Regions from separate parts of the Mus musculus genome. Here regions 2 and 3 are each linked to region 1. The links are chromatin contacts, called in public Hi-C maps. All regions are on one chromosome and are shown on one strand. The core of a region is the stretch at or near the end of the contact, and the rest is flanking DNA. Distances in the headings are between cores, read along the strand shown.

Region 1 (4,914 bases), core at 189-2,688:
AACTAGTCTGTGTCTCTTGAGTTCAGTCCTTGTGAAGAGGGGTCACTATGTCTCGTTCTCAACATCTTTCTCCCAGGCTGGTTCTTCTTTTCCATCCTGGTTGCTGCATTAGGGAACATATGCATATATGCTTGTGTGTGCCCGAGTGGATGGATGGATGGATGGATGGATGGATGGATGGATGGATGGATGAGTGATCAGAGAAGATTGCCCCCTGTCTCTCTTGCCCACCTCTCTTGCAGCAGCACTAGGCGTCGTCACCCCCATGCTCACATACCCAGGCCTCCCACCCCCACCCTGCACTCAGCTGGGCAGCAGGCACTCCTGCCCATCCTGCCCAACAGCCCTGGGCTCCCATTTTCTCCCTTATAAAGTCAGGCTACGGCAGACAAGCAGGAATGCTGCCTCTGCCCATGACGCAAGCCAGCTGTGGGAGCCCGCCCGACTGCCCTAGGCTATGAGGGGTAGCACAGAGCTCATAGGGTTCACTGCCAGGGAACAGGGTGCTGTGGGTGGGACTGGGGTAGGGTTTAGACAGTGGCTGAGCTGAGACCTGAAGCTTACCTTTCTGAGACCAAGTCAGAGAGCTTCTTCCCTTATAGCCCCTATATGGCCTGGGCTATAGAGAACTTTGATATTGTGGAACGCGCTCCCCAGGGGTAGGGCACCAGGACAGGGGTGGCCAGAGGCCTGGCTCTCTAGTACATCCTAGGGCAGGGAGTTGTACTTCCAGTTAGATTGGTGCAGGGGAAGCCAAAGAGAAAGCTGCGGGGAGGGGGGATGCAAGGGAGAATTAGTGGCTAGATGTGGGGCAGTGGGCAGAGCTGGGTGTCAGAGCTGTGGTGTTGAGAAGTAGGACAGATAGAAAGAAAGACAGTTGGCTTGCACAGAGTTCAGAGGACTTCGAGGAACTAGGTCTGCAGCAGGCCCCCAGGACTAGAGAAAGCCTCAAAACTGGAAACCTCACTCCCAGCCCAGCAGAAAGAGGCTAATGCGTATAGAATCCTACCAAGAAGATGCAGGCTACACGGCTATATGTAAGACCCTACCTCAACATAACTAAATGGGGAACTAGAGACTGCAGCCTAATGCAGGGACTGGAGCCCCACTGACACACTCCCCAAGAGTGTCACCCCAGAGATCCAGGAGGTACCAGCACACTCCAGAGCCTGCAGAGGGATGGCTAGCTAGATTGACCAAAGCTTCGCTTGACCATCTGTGAAAGAGACCAGCCCAGCAGGACACTGGCTCTTTCTCTCTCCTAACCCCGGGTCTCAGGAAAAGCATGGAGTCACCCCACCCTGGGGTCCAGACAGCAGCTCCCTGTTCATAAGAGGAAGGGTGGGAAGCCACGAGGACTTCCCCACCTTCAGCAGAACTCTGGCCCGGGAGGGGCAGGAGCCCTCCAGGAACACATGGCCTCTTTGAGGGAGCCAGGCCTAGCCAAGTAACGCAGGCAGGCAAGGGAGGCAGGAGGGGCTGGGCACAATCGCGCCTCTGTCCTAGCAGATCTGGGCCCTCACGCGTATACACAAACACATAGCTTTACACAAACCCCAAAGAACCCCCCGAGCAGCCACCCACACACTCAAGCACACACATCTGCGTAGCCCTGGACACTCACCTGTGACCTTCCTCCACCAAAAAAAAAAAAAAAAGCCCACACAGGCAGCAAGCAAGCAAGCAGCCTTTCCACAGCTCCAGCCATCTCCCAGAGCCTGGGGCCCCTCCCACACAGAGGGCTTGGCCTATACACACTACCACCACAACCCCCCCCTTCACAGCCTACACCACTAACCCTCTGCCTGTAAGTTGTCTAGAACTAGTAAGGGGCATGGGAACAGAAACCTCCATTGCTAGCCGACCTTCCACCGATCCTTCTCCCTGAGATCATTTATTCCTCTTCCTCTGTGATGCTTTATGCCGCCCTCACCTCCTCCAGGATGTCCTCCGGGATTGACTTCTGGCTTGTTATTTCTTCATCCTGCACCCTCTTTATATTTGAAGGTCCTCTCCAACTGCCCCCTACCTAATGACAGCAATTCTGAATGCATCCTGTCAGAAGGGTGAGTGGAGCACAAGTATGGAGGTGAGGTGGGGGTACTGTCAGAGTTTCCAAAGCCCCAGCCAGCTTGGCTTCAGAGGCCTCTGTTCTGACAAGGGGGCTGCCTGGCCTGCACACTCCAACAACACAAGGCAGCCAGTGTGAGTGCCTCTCCACACAGGAAACAGCAGGGCCCAGTCCCTCAAAGGGCTCATTCAGACCCCAGCTCTCTGGAAAGTACCTCTGCTTCCTGCCACCCTCCCACTTAGTCAAACAGGCTGCTGCTCTCTCCTGTGGGAAGGGAGCAAGAGGCAGGTGGTTCAGTGGTTAGGGCCAGCCGTGCACCTTAGTGCCTGACCCAGAGCCCTGCCTAACACTTAGCATACCTTCTGGGCAAGGGGGTGTGGGTGGGATCACTCCCACTAAAGGGACTGTGCCCTCTTCCTTGTGGGTGGTGAGCAGCCCAGCCCCGGGTTGAAATGTTTACCTCTTTGCGGGATATAAATATTCTCAGAGTGGGCAGTATCACCTGGCCCACAAAATCCCTGTTCGGCTCTTGCCAGCTGCTCCAAGCCACTCCAGCCCACCAGGGTGGTGGCTCCATCCTGTGGGGGTCGTGTGCCCCACCCTCTGTTCCGTGGCTGCCCGTGGTTTGGCCTCCTGCATTTTGCTCAAGCAGACACGGCACCCCCTACAAGCTCCTACTGCTTGCTGAGCAGTGTCCCGGTCTGAGGTTCCACGACACAAGATGTGCTGGGCCCACAGAGCCCTGGGCAAGTGGCTTTGTGCTCATGACATCCTTTTAACTCAGGAGTCACTAGGGAGGATTTCAGCTCAGCCCTGAGAACAGCATTATCTTTCTTGGCCATCTCTCCTGGGACAGAAAAGGTGCAGACCCCTGCAGTGGCTGATGCTGCTCTGTCATGTCAGCTGGCTTGGGCTGGCCGGGGCCCAGCACTAGTGTGACTGATGCCAGAACATCTTTGTCAGAGCCATCAGCCTGACTGTCCTCTGCAATTTCAAAGAGGCCTGACTGGGATGAGTCTCCTTTTCTCCTGCCATCTTTCCCCAACACTGGATATCTGCATGCAGTCGAGGTTCTAACCACCACAAGAATGGGTCAGAAATGGTGGAGAAACTGCTGGAGACTGAAGAAAGCTAATATTAGGGAACTGCCTGAAGGAGGAGGTTCCCACTGTGGTCCAAAGTGGCCTGCACAGTGCTCACCAACCCTGGGTAGACCGTATCTGTCCTGATGCCTGAGGAGACCCTCGCAGGCCTGTAGTGCGTCCCCAGCCTTGTATTTGGAGACATCCCTGGCTTGGGTTAGGGAAGGGGATCTCTGCTGCTGTCTTCCCTGGCTCCTTAGGCATGTTTGGAAACAGAGAGGCCGGATGTGAGTACTCACCAGGGACCCGTGGTGGTGCTGAGGCAGGAAGCAATTGCGGAGTGGTGGAGCACAGTTTGGCCGGCTTTGAGTCTGACACCGCACGTGCTTCCCATCGGCCTGGGAGCCTTTGCTCCTTGGCAGGCTCTGAGCAATAAACGGCCCCACCCCACCCCGTCCCTACAGGCACTAAGAAAATAGAGAAGAAATGACCTGCCTGCATACCACCACCATCAGGCTCCACAGCAAAACACAGAGATAAAGTGCGGTCGTGGCAAGGAGCCCACCCTAGGAGAAGACTGTGGTCAGGGATCAGCCTTCATTGTGAGAGTCCCCCCCACCAGATGATCATGACAAGATAGGGAGAGACCAGATCCAGGATGGACATTCGCTGGGGCCCAAAGGTGGCGGGAACCTGTGGCTTCAGGAACCCAAGCAAACTTGAATAGTGGGAATCTTAACGAGCCCCTAGGCTGTGCCACATAGAGCCATGGGGCATGTCAACATAGAAGCCCTTCCCTCCCCTGTAGCCCATCTGTCTGTCTCTACGGTCCCTAACCTCCTCCTGGCCGGAGCCTGACCTTGACCACAGCTCCCTCTCTCACCAGCCTCCTTCTTCGGGGAGAACCACCTGGAGGTGCCCGTGCCCTCAGCTCTGACCAGAGTAGACCTGCTGCTCCAGTTCTCCACATCCCAGCCCGAAGCCCTGCTCCTCTTGGCAGCAGGCCAAGATGACCATCTCTTGCTCCAGCTCCACTCAGGATGCCTCCAGGTGAGTGGCACACCCGGGAACAGGGCTAGAGATCCCTTCTGCAGGTTGGGAGGCCTCGCCTTTGGCTGTGCAACCTCATGCAAGTCACCTCTGCCCTTGGGTCTTGGTTTGTCTGCCATGGGTGGCTAGCAACTTCCCAGAGTGAGCTCCTGGTGCAGTGGCTCTGCCTACGAGCTGTCTCGGGTCTCACTTCTCTTCGTCGCCCCTAGTTGACCATCTGGACTGAGCTTTCTCTGTCCACCTCCTCGTAGTATCTGACTAACAGGCTTTCCTCACTACTACCCTGGCTTTTCTCTTTTGCCTGCCTTTCTTTCTCTTCCCCATGCCTGACCAGTCCCCTCTCCTTGACATCTATGTGTGAGGAGTATCCCTGCTCCCAGGTAGTATCCCTGTTCTACTCACCTGACTAGGACTCCCCCTCCCCCCGTCCTCTGTAATAAGGTGGTACAATCTGAGATAGTAACAATGCCTTTATCATCTACCACCACCCTCTTTTGCTCTTATTGCATGCTTTAAGACCAAGGGGTCATTTAGCTGTCTCTTGAGTCTTCCCCCTAATCATAAAATGTTTAGGAATCCAGGATCTTAGGCTTAGACCCATCTGCTTTCATGCCCCATTGTGACTGAGAGACCCTGGCCCTATCATCCTACAGCTGCCATGGCTTCTAGATGCCACAAGTCGTCACTTTGAGCCTGGGCCTGGAGCAGCAG
Region 2 (4,462 bases), core at 357-2,856, 150 kb before region 1:
GACAGTGGGTCTGGTGCTGCCCAGAGAAGTGACATGGGCCAGTAGCCACACCTATGGGGGGACTGCAAGACCTTGGGTGGGTTTTTCTGTTCCCCAAGGTGTAAAATCCTCCTGAGTACAGGCTCTGGGAGATCTTCCTAAGGAGGTCATGTTCTTCACACAACATCACCCTCCGAGCAAGCCACACCTCCCACACTTCTTCCATAGGCTGCCAGAATTTCCCAACGAGCAAAGAAACTGTCTTTAGAGTCAGGTGATAACCCAAATTCATGTCCCGAGCCTCTCTGAGACTCAGTTTCCCCCTCTGTTACATGAGAGAGAAATCCACTTTACAGTATCCCTGTGGCAGAGGAGCCGGCGTGAGTCCGTCTGCCTGTGGGTATGACCAACCTACTGAAGTCCTGAAACCCTCAGGAAAACCTGGAAACAGGAAGTGTTCGCCACCAGGGGGAAGATCTGTACGGGGAGCAGGAGCCAGGAAGCACAAGCAGAAGCTAGAGAAGAGCTACTCAGTGCTACTCCAGGAAGCTTCTTGGCTCCCACCCAGCCCACTCCTGGGAAGGAGTCTAAGCCCAGTCTCAGCTACTGGCCCCAACCAGGCTGCTCTGAAGCCTTTGTTGCAATGTGGCTCCGGAGAGCACCCAGAAGCAACAGCCCTGTCCTGTTACACCTCACTGGAACCTGTTCCTGATTCTCTGAGCAATCTCCCACACCTAGCCTCACGCTCCATTTGAGAATCTGGAGAGACTCAGGCTGGGTTGACAGCTGGCCCAGGGTCTCAGCAGCCCAGTAGGGCCTGAAACAGAGGACTCTGACACCTGATCTTATTTCCCCCAAGATACATTTAGGAAGGACCTATGTGGGCCAGGCCTATGGTCCCCTCTTAGGAGCATGCTTCTTTCCCTAGTCCTACAGTGCTGAGTGAACCTCTACTGTTGCCTGAAAAGGCTGCTTCTGAACCGCTCTGAGGACCTGCCATTGACCATCTAATAGCCCAGACTACTGAAAAATGGAGCAGACTCCTGGTCATTTATTAGATTGGCCATCTTGGTAGACAGTCATCTTCTCTTGACTAATGAACTTTGGCTGGCTGGGAGCCTCAGGGCTGTGGAAGCCCACAAGATAGCCAGCTTCAGAATGGATAAGAGTAACATGATTTAGGAATAAGTATTTCTACAGAGTCTCCTCTTGGAGCAGGACCACTATTTCCATGCAGTCTTCCCAACAGCCCAGGTGAGGATGGAAACATGTCCACTCTACAGAGAGAATGAGCCCCATTGGTCCAGGCACATGCCTACATTGGATCTGAACCAATATGCTCGACTTTGATGCTGTGTGTTTTCCTTTGCTGCCCTCCCCATCTTCTCCACTGCTGGGAGACACAACCAGAACTGCCCTGGAGAGAGAGAGGAGTGAAGAGGAGAGAAAGGAGAGAGAGAGAGAGAGAGAGAGAGAGAGAGAGAGAGAGAGAGAGAGAGAGAGAGAGAGAGAGAGAGAGAGAGAGAGAGAGAGCCCAGTGCCCCAGATGCCTTCTGGAATAACCTTGCCGACTCAGTCTGATCCCAGGGTGGGGCTGCCTTCCTCTGGGGCTGCCTCCCTCTCCCTATCTCTCCCACTCACACTAGCAAATGAGTAAGAAGAATAGAATTACAGTTTGGCTACACAAGACACAGAATTAGCAGGATTAAATATAAATAGCTATTAAAAGTGCCTTATAATTAAATTCATTTTCCAGTTATTTGTTTTACACACACACACACCCGCCCACACGTGTGCACGCACACATGAGCTTGCGTCCCCAGCTCTACACAGAGCGGGTGTCGAGGCCCCCGGATGATACCCAGCCTCCTCCCACTGTTACCTCTTCCTTGGAACTCTGAGCTTCCTTTGTCTCTCCCCTCCCTGGCCCTCTTCTGATCCTCCCCCCCCTCCCCTGCAAGCCTTCCCAGAAGAACGAATGCCAGAAATTACTGCTACAGCTAATTCCCATGTGCTGAGCTAGACACTTGACACCCATCACCCCTTTTATTCTGCCCAAAGATGTTTTGTCACTCGATAAATACTTGGTTGAGGGCCAAGTGCTTAATATTATTTAATCCCCACAATGCCGCTCATCCCTCCATTAAGCCAGTACTAGTTGAGCATCTACTACATGCCAAGGTTTGGTAAATGATAGGAATACTTTGGCTTGCAGGATTCCCCTTCTCTTCCCTTAAGAATCCCACTCTATAGAAAGCAGAGAATCAGATATGGGACCATTCAAGAAGTTTGGGGCTGCAGGAAGGTCAAGCCCCAAACCTGGGAAGGGTCACTTCCATTCAAGAGCCAAGTGGAAGGAGGCCAGACAGGTCAGGGAAATCCCAGAAGGTACATGCTGGGGTGGAGTCTTAAGGCCTGTGAGTATCTGGCCTGACCATGTCCCTTCTTGCTCTATGTTTAGGGAAGGGACTAGAGTGGGCATGTCATCAGGGATGCTAGATTGACCTGTCCTAAACTGGATACACTCTCTGCATGATATACTATGTCTCTGAGTGACCCTGGAGAGCCTTCCCTTGTCTAGTTGGCGTTATGGAGTTAGCACTTGAATGGAACTTTGCACGGATACGAAGCTCAAGATCAGTGGCCTCCTTCACCATCACCAGTTAGGACCCCTGCAGGGTAGCATCGAATGTGAGAGGACATGGAGTGCTGTAAAATCACACACAGGGAAAAGAGACAAGGCCCGTGATGGTGGGGACACCCTGTAAGGGCAACAAAAAGCCTTGAAGTTGGATAGGGAGGATTTCGAGTCGCCGGCACCTCGGCTTCTCCATCAGCTTCTTGTGCTCTGATGACTTAGCGTGATCTTCAGACTCTCCCCATGGGCTGCAGGAAGGTCAAGCCCCAAACCTGGGAAGGGTCACTTCCAATGTATTATTATTTGAATACAGCCATTCCATCTAACCTGCCACACAGCATCCTAGGCCCTGGCAGAGGTGAGGGAAGAAAATCACCTTCCTAGGGGTTGGGGGAATATAGTCAGATGGCAATGCACACAAGACAATGCCAAGGTAAAGGTCTGGTCTTCAGAAGTAACCATCAAACTACCAGCACACTCTGAGTGTGCAGAGTACCCAGCTCTGTCATGTCATCCAGAGAGGTCAGCTATTCCCTGGCCAGGGTCACAAAGCCTGCAGGGAGGAGATCAGAAGATAGAGCACAGATCTATGTGTCCCTGGGAAATCACTGGCCCTGGCTGTCTCAGCTTCCATCTTTCTCCTGTTACTCCCACAGCAGGCTGCCCACCCTGCTGACTTCCCACCTCTCTGCCATCTCCAGAAGCCCAGTATGAAGACTTTTGTCCTAAAGGAGGTGGCTGAGCTAATAGCAGGAGCCCCAGCCCTTCCTCACTGAGGACATTATTTCATTATCCAAAGGCAAACACAGCCCCATGGTGTCCAGCAAAGCGACTCAGGAGGCTGGCAAAAGCAACGCAAATAGATGGGCAGCAAGAGGCCTTCTCTGGCCCAGCCTTCCCACAGGGCACTGGGACCCTGCTCCATCTTTCTGACAAATGCTGAAGGAGAAAAAGGAGCGTGTGCTGGACGGAACAATTACAGGCAGGGTGATAAGGCACAAAGGCCCTGTCAGATGACCACGGCCTATTGTCAGTTCCAGATGAAATCAGCTAGCCCCAGCTAAGGAGGGGGTGGCATCAGGCCAGACTACCCTTGAAGTTGAATGAAACAGCCCATGGTGCCCATGTCCTGGTGGTCTGTATGGCCCCTTTGCAAGGACACTACCTACCTTCCAACTCATAGTTGTTGTCTGCCTTCTGCCCACCAAGGGCCTCTCACTCCCACCCATGCAGCTTCCTCCTTCTTTTCTGCAGTCCTAGGTGTCACTCACCTCCTCCTGGGAGCTGTCCTGAATTGCTCCACCCTGCAAGATCCTGTTCGGCCTCACAGGTACGGCAGAATCAAGCCCCCAGTTGGTGGACTGTGCCCAGCACCCCACCAGAAGTGGCGGGTGAGACATTATTTTGTGGGTCTCATGTGCAGGAGAGAACAGAAATGTGATGTCTCCACCCCAAGCTTGCCACAGAGATGGAAACACAGTAGGTATTGTGCTCTCTGTGTCTGCTGACATTTAAAAGTCCCTTTAAAGCTCCCCCATTACAGTAGGGATTCGGAAGCCAGAGTATATGGAGTTCAGACCTAAAGCTGAGTTTCTGTGTGTGCTCAGATGTCTCTGGCACTCTCCTGGCTCTGGTGTGTCCACATCTGAGCAAGTAGAGCCAGGGTCAAACTGACCTCTGAGGCTGTTGGCTGAAAGGAGTTTGAGGGAGCAGGTGAGCTGGGCGCTGTCCGTGGTGCTGAACGCATTCCCTCTCTGGAGGATGGGCACCAAGGATAGCAGCAGAGGAATTGGGGGTGAGGGAAGACTACCACCGAGAGTGAGGATCTGACTGGATTGTTATTTG
Region 3 (4,417 bases), core at 1,514-4,013, 250 kb before region 1:
CTCACCAGGATGTTCAGAATAAACGCATGAATGAATGGGCTGCTACGCCATCATCTGTAAAACCATTGTGGTTCCTTCAGCTGCGGGTACTAAGAGCAGCTAAGGGAGGTTTTTGGAAGGAGAGGGCCTTTAAAGAAGGGATGCTAGACCAATCAAGAGAGGATTCAGGCATATGGGGAAGAAGTGGTAGGAACAGAAGACACTGGAATGTCACACACAGAAAAGCCAGACCAAGATTCTAGCCTACAGGGCCAGCTTTCTACTTTCACGGGCACCGAACAGTATCTCAGCTAGGCTATCAGAGCACAGGTTCTGCTCAACTTTTTTGCTAAGCAACAGCTCATTCTGGGAGGAAGAGGGCATTGGTCCTCTAGAATTTTGGGTTCAAAAATAAAAAAAACCAAACAAACAATTATCTAGTGTAAGGAATGAATGTTTAGAGACAGATGGAAAAGAAAGATGACACCCGAGGATCAAAGAGGATCGTGACAGATAGACAGCTCTCTACATTCTTCTCAGTCTTGCAGGATCCCTCCACTCACAAAGCATCAAAACTCAGCGTGAGGCACACACCCATCTGGTAAAAGCTGCTTCCTAACCCTCACTTGCTCCAGGTCTAGGGAGCATCAGGGTCTTGATGGAGCCCTACCCAAGGCCATCTCATACACACTTCAGCTAGGGATGGGGAAGGGGTACAGAGCCAAGAGCTGTACCAGGTGTGGGGGTCCTGCCCTTCTTTGACTGAGGCAATTGGGTGTTGCCCTCGGGCCTTCTGAGACCACGTGCCTTTTCCCTGGCACCTTCAGTGTGGCTCTGATGCTCTCTTTGCTTCTCCTTTCTATCACCCCCCACCCCTGTCTCGCCTCCCAGCAAACCAGGTGCCAACATCCTTCCAGTGGCTGAGGACTCTGCACCCCTCTTGGCCCACACAAGGACAAAAGGCCAGGAGCAGTGGAACATCCCCCGCCCCTCACTAGTAGTCTGTGAGGTCAGGGAAACCCCAGGCTCTCTGCCGGCTTGGTGCCCTCGAACTCCCCTGGCACCGATGCCTGTGCTAAAGTCGTTGGCATAATGGCCATCAGGGCTGAGCCCAGAGCCCGGAACCAGGAGAGCTGGGCGCCCTCTGGCTGTCCAAGCCCAGCCAAAGACTGAGGAAAGGCTGGGCTGGCAGAAAGGGGCTGGCCCAGATGGTCTTGCCCCCACCGCAGGCCTCTTGCACTCCCACCCACCAGGGCATAGCTGTTCCCATCTTCCATGTGCCCCAGTCGCCACACCACCCACCACAGGGCATTTGAGAACAAAGGGGAGGTGCCGCCACAACAAGAGCTGGTCAGGGGCTGGTCAGGGACCCCAGCAATAAGAGACCCAGGGGACTGCCTACCTGCCTGGCCCCTCCCCTTCTCAAAGTGGGACCCGCCCAGAAAGAAACATCTGGGTGTCTTAGAGGGCAGGAAGCCCAAAACCCACCCGAATAGGGTGCGTTTGGGGGGACACACACAGGAGGCTCCTTCCTCACCTCCCCCCTTCTCAGCAGGCTCCCACTTCCCACCCATTTCCCTAGGAATGAAAAGTGGGGCAGGAGGAGGTGAGAAGCCCGGCTGAACGAAGACAAAGGGGAGCCCCGAAGGTTCCTGGGTCTTCCTCAACTGGACTCCCCCCTCCCTTTTCTTCCGCCCTCCACCTCCCTTTCATCCAGGCGGAGCGAGAAAGGAGCCAGAAAGAGGCTGACAAGGTTCCTGTGGAGAGAGGGGCAATCCTAGAGCCTGGGGAGAAACTGTTTGCTAGCTGTGTCCTCAAGCTTAAGGGTATTAGCCAGGGCTGGGGAGTGGTCTCTGGTCCACCGAAAGGGACTCACCCAGAGCTGAGAGAACATATCCTCTTGGGTGACCACTGCCCAGAATGGGAGGATGATTTAGGGGGCACCAGGGCAGGAATGGAAAGGAATGGTAGGGATCTCTCCTTGACCACGGGTCCCAGCTTGCCAACCAGGGATCTGTTAGGACCAGCGGAACGGAAATGGGAAAATCATTTGAAACTTGAGGGTCAGGCCTGCGACCCCAAAGGGGGTCTGGGCGGTACAAGGTGCCCTACATAGCCCCATGAGGGTGAAGCCTGGGCCGACAGCAGCTTCCAGCTCCCAGCTCGCCGCAGGGCTGCCGACTCGGGCTCGGCCAAGACGGAGGGGCTCACCTGCATCTCGGGCGCGCTGTCCGTCCGCTCGGCTTGGTCACCAATCGCATGTCTCTCTTGCCGGCGCGGCCCCAGCCCCAGCCCAGCCCCCCTCCTCGGTCTCCTCCTACAACACCTCCGCCCGGTCCGCGCGCCCTCGCAGGGCTGGCTGTCCGTCTGTCTGTCCCACGCGGGCGGGAGCCCAGTCGACTCTAGGGCAGGAGCTCGGGAGTCGGGGGCGGAGGCCGAGGCCCTGGCCGTAGCGGGCTGAGGAGCCGGGGCTCTCAGGACGAGTGTTGCGGGCTCCCGGAGCCTGGCTCTGTCCCTTGGGCCGGCCGGGAGCGGCCGCCACCGCCTCTACCGCTGGGGCCGGGGTCGAGGCCGGGCGTTCTCTGCAGCGGGGCCGGGGCCAGGGCTGGGACCGGTGGGCAGCTGCCGCGCATGCTGCTCTGAGCCCCGCGTCGGGAGAGGGGCCCGAGCGGCGCGGGTGGGGACTCCGCGCGCTCCGGGACCGGGACGGGTCCAGGTCCGGCCGCCTCCTGAGCTGCCGCCCGCTCCGGCTCCCGCGCCGGCTCCCGCTCGGGCTCCGCGCTCTGCCGCGGCGTGGGGAGGGAGCGAGAGGAGCGAGCAGCGAGCCAGGGAGGGAGGAGGGACAGAGGGAGGGAGGGAGGGAGCTAGTGAGCGAGCTCTGGAGCCGGGCGGGGGAGGAGAGAGAAGGCGCGGCCGCAAAACCTGGGTGGGGGTCCTTCTTTCAGAGAACCGGACGAAGATGGAGGAGCGCCCCAGCAGCTGCCCAGCGCCCAGGGCGCAGCGAGAGTGGCAGCGGGGCGCAGACGAAGAACGCTCCCGGGCCGGCGCCCCCGCGCTCCCGCCCTGCACCACGCAGCGCCCCTCTGGGTCCCAGGCTCCAGCAAGTCTTAAGCCAGCCCAGCCCGCGGTCTTCCCAGAGTGCGTGCACCCATTCGCGTTTGATTGTCTCTGGCCACATGCGTGTGCATGTGAGCGCGTGTGTTCACACGTGTTAACTGGGGTCACTGCACACTGCCGTGTGGACCGACACACGCACGTGGACAGACAGCCCCCACACCCCCCAACCTGATCACGGTTGTTTAGAGGACAGCTTGAGGAGGGTCAGGTCTTGACCCCTCCTCTCGAAATGTCCAGGACACCCCCCACCACACACACACACACACACACACACATACACCACACCACACCACACCACCACCACCATTGCTTCCTAGGGATCTTAGGGTGAGGCCGGCCGCCGGGAAGCACAGGAAGGGGATGTGGAAGCCGAGCTGGCTAAGTGGGTCTACCGGGAGGCCAGGTCTAGAATCTGCTTTAGCATCCCAGTCCCCTCCCCGTCGGGTTTCCTGTCCAGCAGAGGGCAGCAGGCCTATCTGCCAGGCTCCGGACGGTGGCACTCTACCAAGTGACCAGCAGAGGGCAGTATAGATCCTCGGTCTGGGCTTAGCTATTTACCATCTAACTCCCTAAAATAAATACTGAGTTTGGTGGGTACCACATCTTCAGATGGCTCCACAGAACAAGACCTTTACATAGAGACCCAAACTCTTCTTGGGCCACAGATCAGAGACTAGCCTGGCAGGGTGGCCTGGCAAGGGCTGCGGTGTAGGCAGGCAACCCGTTGGGACCTCATCTATCTACTGCACCTCTTTCCATCTGCTTGAAGCCAGATGCCCCTTAAAACCATGCCAGATTGATTAGAATAACCATCAATGAAGACACCACAAGGCAGAGTTCCCTTCTCCCCATTAGCACCTCAGCACTCCCGATAGTTTGTAGGCAGGCAAAGAAGGAAGCTGAGCAGGGCAGGAAGAGACCAGCGCAAGGCCTGTCTTTCTGGGGTGGGCAAGGATCCCGTTCCCAGTACCTCGTTCTCCTTCCAAGGAACCAGACTGACATTTCGGAGATACCTGGCTGGCTTGGAGAGGCCAGCTTCAAGTTCCCACCCCCAGCACTGTCTTGATTTCCACAGACCAGCCTTACACACATAGTCCAAAGAGTTGCACAAACCTGTTCCAGCGAAACCGATCTTGGATACCTCTCAGCCTCACTGGCACACCACTGCTTGGGACATTCCTGCCTTCTGTCTATGTCCATATCTCAGGCCTACCTAGAGCCCTTTCCCTGCAGGTGTCAGTGATGCTCCTTGCATCTTACATTCTTCTTCCAACAACCTCAGGAAGAGGCACTACTACTCCCCTGAAAATAAAGAGCAGGA

Evidence for each region. Hi-C and Micro-C count contacts between places; a contact is called where the count stands out from the background.
Region 2: a contact with region 1 is called in a Hi-C map of the N1E-115 cell line, with 2.6 times the contacts expected there. The contact joins two enhancer-like sites. A contact is called at or near these places in 49 of 484 Hi-C or Micro-C datasets (the AML12 cell line, the Ba/F3 cell line, the C2C12 cell line and 28 more), 2 of 115 datasets of contacts at active chromatin or transcription factors (T-cell acute lymphoblastic leukemia and oligodendrocyte precursor cells) and 1 of 9 other capture datasets (embryonic stem cells).
Region 3: a contact with region 1 is called in a Hi-C map of neural progenitor cells, with 3 times the contacts expected there. The contact joins the promoter of Lingo1 here to the enhancer-like site in region 1. A contact is called at or near these places in 2 of 39 promoter capture datasets (both in embryonic stem cells), 2 of 15 datasets of contacts at CTCF or cohesin (both in embryonic stem cells), 41 of 484 Hi-C or Micro-C datasets (B cells, the HL-1 cell line, the MNK3 cell line and 22 more), 16 of 115 datasets of contacts at active chromatin or transcription factors (T-cell acute lymphoblastic leukemia, VIP interneurons, craniofacial prominence and 10 more) and 1 of 9 other capture datasets (embryonic stem cells).

Annotation. Positions count from the first base shown.
Region 1 is chr9:56,879,518-56,884,431 of GRCm38.p6, forward strand. It overlaps Cspg4 (chondroitin sulfate proteoglycan 4), which reads left to right. Exons shown (of 10, transcript NM_139001.2): 2 at 4,040-4,203. Among named protein-coding and RNA genes, the nearest start is that of Cspg4, 17 kb to the left of the region's middle. Within about 2 kb of position 1,439, at least 56 of the 459 cell types and tissues checked have an H3K27ac peak or open chromatin away from gene starts, as enhancers often do. A contact at or near this core is called in the MNK3 cell line, the N1E-115 cell line, T-cell acute lymphoblastic leukemia and 4 more, where this site is marked.
Region 2 is chr9:56,734,110-56,738,571 of GRCm38.p6, forward strand. It overlaps a transcript of Lingo1 not described here. Among named protein-coding and RNA genes, the nearest start is that of Gm31586, 61 kb to the right of the region's middle. Within about 2 kb of position 1,607, at least 4 of the 459 cell types and tissues checked have an H3K27ac peak or open chromatin away from gene starts, as enhancers often do. A contact at or near this core is called in the N1E-115 cell line, where this site is marked.
Region 3 is chr9:56,632,885-56,637,301 of GRCm38.p6, forward strand. It overlaps Lingo1 (leucine rich repeat and Ig domain containing 1), which reads right to left and starts at 2,764. Exons shown (of 2, transcript NM_001311076.1): 1 at 2,191-2,764. The coding sequence starts at 2,196.